Linked DNA regions of Mus musculus: region 1 is linked to region 2. The links are chromatin contacts, called in public HiChIP or PLAC-seq maps. All regions are on one chromosome and are shown on one strand. The core of a region is the stretch at or near the end of the contact, and the rest is flanking DNA. Distances in the headings are between cores, read along the strand shown. Region 1 overlaps Abcg2 (ATP binding cassette subfamily G member 2 (Junior blood group)). Region 2 holds the start of Abcg2 (ATP binding cassette subfamily G member 2 (Junior blood group)).

The links. HiChIP or PLAC-seq counts read pairs in DNA pulled down with a chosen protein or histone mark.
Region 1: an H3K4me3 HiChIP or PLAC-seq map of intestinal villus epithelium shows a contact between it and region 2, with 13 read pairs. The contact joins the enhancer-like site here to the promoter of Abcg2 in region 2. A contact is called at or near these places in 1 of 39 promoter capture datasets (embryonic stem cells), 1 of 15 datasets of contacts at CTCF or cohesin (CD8 T cells), 5 of 484 Hi-C or Micro-C datasets (cerebral cortex, embryonic stem cells, megakaryocyte-erythroid progenitors and 1 more), 7 of 115 datasets of contacts at active chromatin or transcription factors (CD8 T cells, embryonic fibroblasts, embryonic stem cells and 3 more) and 3 of 9 other capture datasets (adipose tissue, liver and pancreatic islet).

What each region holds. Positions count from the first base shown.
Region 1 is chr6:58,676,595-58,679,294 of GRCm38.p6, forward strand. It overlaps Abcg2 (ATP binding cassette subfamily G member 2 (Junior blood group)), which reads left to right. Exons shown (of 16, transcript NM_001381927.1): 10 at 1,682-1,764. Among named protein-coding and RNA genes, the nearest start is that of Abcg2, 37 kb to the left of the region's middle. Within about 2 kb of position 1,432, at least 7 of the 459 cell types and tissues checked have an H3K27ac peak or open chromatin away from gene starts, as enhancers often do. A contact at or near this core is called in intestinal villus epithelium, where this site is marked.
Region 2 is chr6:58,639,216-58,641,915 of GRCm38.p6, forward strand. Abcg2 (ATP binding cassette subfamily G member 2 (Junior blood group)) reads left to right here and starts at 1,331. Exons shown (of 16, transcript NM_001381927.1): 1 at 1,331-1,412.

The sequences.
Region 1 (2,700 bases), core at 182-2,681, 37 kb after region 2:
AACTATGTATGATGGGACTTTTAGAGCTTATTTTGTAAGCTTGGCCTGATTAGGGTTAGGTAGGAGAGTTATAAAAATATAGCAAGAGAATGGGTTTCCCCATCCTGAATTTATACGTTAATATCAAAGAGATTTGTCATTCTTTCCCGAATATGTTATTTCCACACCAGTCTTCACAGTTCATGATTCTCTTTTTCTAATTTACCTTGCTTCTTGCCAAATATGGCCTTCACAAATTACTGTATGTCACGCAGGAGAGATACCGTCGGGGTTAAAGACCATATACTTCTCTTGCAGAGGACTAAAGTTTACTATATCACTCTCATTAGAGAAATCACAGTCATGTCTAACTCAAGCTCCAATAGGAGCTGACACTTCTGGCCTCCTTGGGTGTCTGCTCTCATGTACACTCGTGTGTATGTGCACATGCACACACACACTTCATTTTTTGAACCAGAAGACTTGGCTTTTTTCATATATACAAATGTGTTTGCTACATAGAACATTAAATGTATGCCCATAACTATTTTTAGTTCTGTTCAAGCTGTACTTTATATTTTGATACTGTTAAAGCACTAAGATTTTTTTTCAGTTTTGAAAATCCAAGATATATAAATGAATATTTCATTTTCTTTAGACGAATATTATATTTTAAAATTACCTGTGAATAATATATTAATAAATAGAATCCTTTAGATAAATAATATTATGCACCACTTTCATAAGCCAGCCAAGCTTATAAAATAAACTCTGAAAGCTCTATCAGTACATAGTTTGCACATATATAAGTAAGTGTAGTCTTCCAAAGTATAATTTTAGGAGTACTCACTATTCCAAACTACACCCCTTGCTGTTTGAATCATCTTTAAAAGAATTTTTCTCCAAAGTGATCCTGATGCAGTCTCCTTGATGCACATATAGAGTAGGTGCACAGATGGATATGTATGTGAGGATGTAGAGAATTAGCAACTCAGGTATGTTGTGGTAACCATAGGCGCATAGCTTGCTGATGTGGATGGACATGCAATGAGAGAGGACACAGGTAATAGAAGCTTGGATACGCCCAAAAATAGCAAGGTGGATGGATGAATTCGTTTGTGTTCATTGTGACAGTGACACTTCACAGGCATGGACTCTCTAAAACTCGCTTAGGTGGGGCCCAGTTCACTCTAACTTCCTTAGCATCCAAAATTCCATTGTCAGAATTTATTCCTGTGTGCTTTAATTTTTTTTTTTATCTTTAACATTAACAGAAAAGGCATCGTGCTTTCATTCTTGTGTGAAACTTTTTGTTTATTAGCAGGAAAGCTTAGTTCATTACAGATCAAAGCTTTTAGACTCTGAAACTTTGGTTTGGTCTCAAACAACCTTTGAGGTTGCCCTATGTACTGTACATGGACCCAGTGTGTCACCTGGGACTTCACTGGCCATGACTGGTAGATCTAGGGCCTACCCACCCTGCTGACTTGTCAGTTCCCTGGCAGCAAATGCTTTCATTTTCAGCTTAATGTGAAAAGTAGTCTAGTAACATACACTGTTCCATATTTTATCAGGAACCAATTGTAACCTACTGTCTAAAATACTTATGAGATTGGATTTTGTAAATGTATCTTAAAATAATAAGATGCAAGCATTTTAACCTCTAATGGACATTCTTTCTTTCATTTTTCTTTTTGAAAAGTTAATTGTTACAGTCATACTGGGGCTTATTATTGGTGCCATTTACTTTGATCTGAAATATGATGCCGCTGGAATGCAAAATAGGTAAGTAAATTTGGATATTTTTTCCCCATTCTGTAGGATAAAAATTACCATGGCTTTCCAAATCTGAAGTCCCAAAAATCCACATTCTTCCAAACAAAAGCATGGTCAGGCCTATCACAGCAATACCCCATTCCCTGGTACCAACTTCTTAGTTAGGGTTTTACTGCTGTGAACAGACACCATGGCCAAGGCAAGTCTTTTAAAGGACAACATTTAATTGGGACTGGCTTGCAGGTTCAGAGGTTCAGGCCATAATCATCAAGGCAGGAGCATGGCAGTGTCCAGGCAGGCATGGTACAGGAGGAGCTGAGGTTCTACATCTTATTCAGAAGTCAAACAGGAGAAGACTGGCTTCCAGGCAGCCAGGAGGAAGGTTTAAAGTCCATGCCCACAATAACACACCTATTCCAACAAGGCCACACCTCTTAATAGTGCCACTCCCTGGGCCAAATAGATACAAACCATCACAGTCGGAACTTGAAAACTGGCAGAGCTGGCGTTTTCGTACACACAAATCTCATAAATATGTATGTATTGATGTAACCATATAAAAATAAGTATATCTTTTTAACCAGTTTTAAGTATGTACTTCCATGGCATTAATAACATTGACACTACTGTGCTGACAACATCCAACTGCAGATGAGCACTTTCTTCAATGCATCCGCCATATCCATTAAGTAATTACTCAGTGCCCACCTCATCTCTCCCTCTGGGAAGCGCCATCCTACTCTGTGTCCTTAAATTTGACTACTGTAGAGACTTACTATATGTGGAGTCGTAAATATCTGTCCTTTGATGACTGACTTATCCCTTAGTGTAATGTCTTAATCCATTTTGCAGCTTAGTTAGTAAGACTTGCCTTCATAAGGCTGATTTAGTTCACAATGTGTGTTTGTGCATTATCTACCTGTCTAGCTATCTGTTTAACTATCT
Region 2 (2,700 bases), core at 81-2,580:
GGAATGTTAAAAAAAGAAAAGTTATTGTTAAATAGTGTTGTGTTGATGTGTCTGGCTCACAAAGGGTCAAGTGCCTGGACTATCTTGTTATTAAACTTGCCACAAGCTAGAGTCATCTGAGAAGAGGGGCTTTCAATTGGAAAAAAGGTGTCCTTAATATCTGGCTATAGGCAAGCCCTTAAGGCATTTTCTTCATTAGTGATGAATGGGGTGGGCCCAGCCCATTGCAGGTGGGAGACTTTCCTGGGCTGGTGGTCCTAGGTTCTATAAAACAAACTAATAAACTTTGCAAGCCATGATACAGCCAGTAAGCAGCACTCCACCATGGCCTCTGCGTCAGATCCTGCCTCCAGATTCTTGCCCTGTTTGAGCTCTTGCCTTCACTGCTTTCAATGATTGACCATGGTGTCAATCATTGAATCTTTTATTAACAAGACCAAGACATGAAAAAGGGACCTTTATCCCAGTGACAAAAAAATGTAGCCAGTCATTGTAGCTGTTGATTTCCTAAGGAGAGAAACTCATGATCAGTACTTTTTTCTTGTAACATGACCCGAGTAGAAGTTGATCATGCATTTATTTTTCTCGATTAAAAATTTAAAATAATTGAAGGGGGAGGTGGAGAGATGTGATGATTGACCATGGTGTGTAAGTGTAAGCAGAACAAACCCTTTTCTCCCCAAGTTGCTTTTGGTCATGGTGTTTCATCAAAGCAATAGAAACCCTAAGACTGTAGCCATAGCTGTGTTTCTCGGGATTACCTGGATTTAGGAGGTTTTACCCTCATGAGATGAATTTGGTGTCTTCCAGTGTCTTTTTTCCCTATGGCATTCTGTACAGCCACCTAAGTGAAGTCCCCAACTTCTAGCATAGGACCCTTCCATTTTGGGCAGCTGCCTGGTAAAGTTCCCAAACAAGTAGGGAATCAGATCATTTTAGGAGCAGCTCTCTTCCTCTCATCAAAAGGCCATCCACCCCATCTCCGTAAATCCCGGGAGAGTCCACACAAAGCCCAGCCTGCCACAGTTATAATAGTAATTTGCCTAAATTGCATCTTGGGTATCTTGTGGGTCCTCCAGGTTCACAGGGTGAAGGTACTCTGAGTATATTTTCTTTCCGAGGCTTCTTATCGCAGGTCAGCGCCTTGCCTCCGCCATGACCCGGGGCTCTCTGCTCTCCGCTCTCCGCCCTCCGTCCAGGAGCCTGTGCAGCACAGGAAGCCCCCCGCCCACATGTGTCCAGCTGCTCCTGGGACCGGCTTCTCCTGCCGGCGAGCTGCGGGGCGGCGCGAGCTGACGTCACGGCGGTCGGGCGCCTGTGCGGGGCGGGCAGACGCTCCTGGCGGGCGAGCGTGTGCAGGTCTGAGTGTGTGCGAGTTCTGGCGCGGCTGCTGCTCCGCCAGGGACCGCGAGGTGAGCGGAGTGCGGGGAAGCTCCGGGAGTGTGCTAGGCGCCGCGGGGGCGAGTGGCGGCCCTGTGGGGCTCGGCGTGGGGGCGAGGGGGACCGCGTGGTGTGGGTTGTGAAAGTGAGGAGGAAACAAGGACTGACAGTTCAGTCATTTCTCCAGAAGCTTGTGCGGTGCGGTGATAGCAGGAGGATAAAGTCCAAACCTGTTTGCTCCAACTGTTTGGAAAGGATAAGACTTCTTGAATGGATAGATTAAACTGCCTGAACGACAGTCAGCCCCACAGTGGAGAAGTTTTCAAGGGGACTGAAGAGCACCTACCCCAACCCCGGGCCTAAAGTTTCTCAATTTTAGGTGTATTGTTACTTTCTGGGTTCCCTTTCTAACCTTTCTGTGGAGAGTTGAATCTTATTTTTATCGTTATGTTTTGCCTTTGACCTTACATTTTGTTCTTTGTCAGTTGCACGCGTGGATGAAATGCATTCTGATTACTCTTTTCCGTTTTTCTACTTTCATTTATTTATTTATCTATTCGTTTATTTATTAATTTTCGACTGAAGGAGTCTTTCTATGACTCCCAGACTGCCTAAGACCTCGAGCTCAAACAATTCTGATGTCTCAGCCATTCCAGCACTGGGACTATTCCAGGGCACTGTCATACCAAGCTATTGAGTTTTAATAATTAACTTTAAAATTTGACCTGCTTATTACAGTAGTTACCAAAATAATACTGAAAAGGTTTCTGTGGAGAGTCGAGTCTTAACTTTTATCGTTACTTTTTTCCTTTGCCTTACAGCCGTTTCCCATTCGCTGGGAAGTCCCTGAGGGAGTTTGAGCTCATAATTCATTTACTTATAAAGAAAACTGAAGTGTTTAGGGATTCATTCAAAGGTGGTAGTATAACAGTTATTTAAAATAGATATGAGTGGATAGGGGTTGACCAAGATTATTTCTCCTGCCCCAGTGATGATTAATCTCAGTGGTATGTGCATTTTCTCAGGAAGGGTGAATGCAGTCTTGGTGAGATCAGAGACACTGTGGAAGCTGGGTTGATGTCTGATTTGTATTGAGCCTGGGGGAAATGGCTAGAAATTAAAGTAACATGTCCTAAATCCTTCAAGTTATCCTGCAGGATAAAGAGTACGTTTTGTGACTTCCCTCTGATGGCATTCCAGGTAGTCATCCTTCAAAGAAAGAGTGAGACTCCCAGAGGGCCTATGACCCTAACTGTCTTTATTCAGGAAACTGGCCTGGCTCATAGCTCATCATGATTATAATGGAGAAAAGAAGGCATA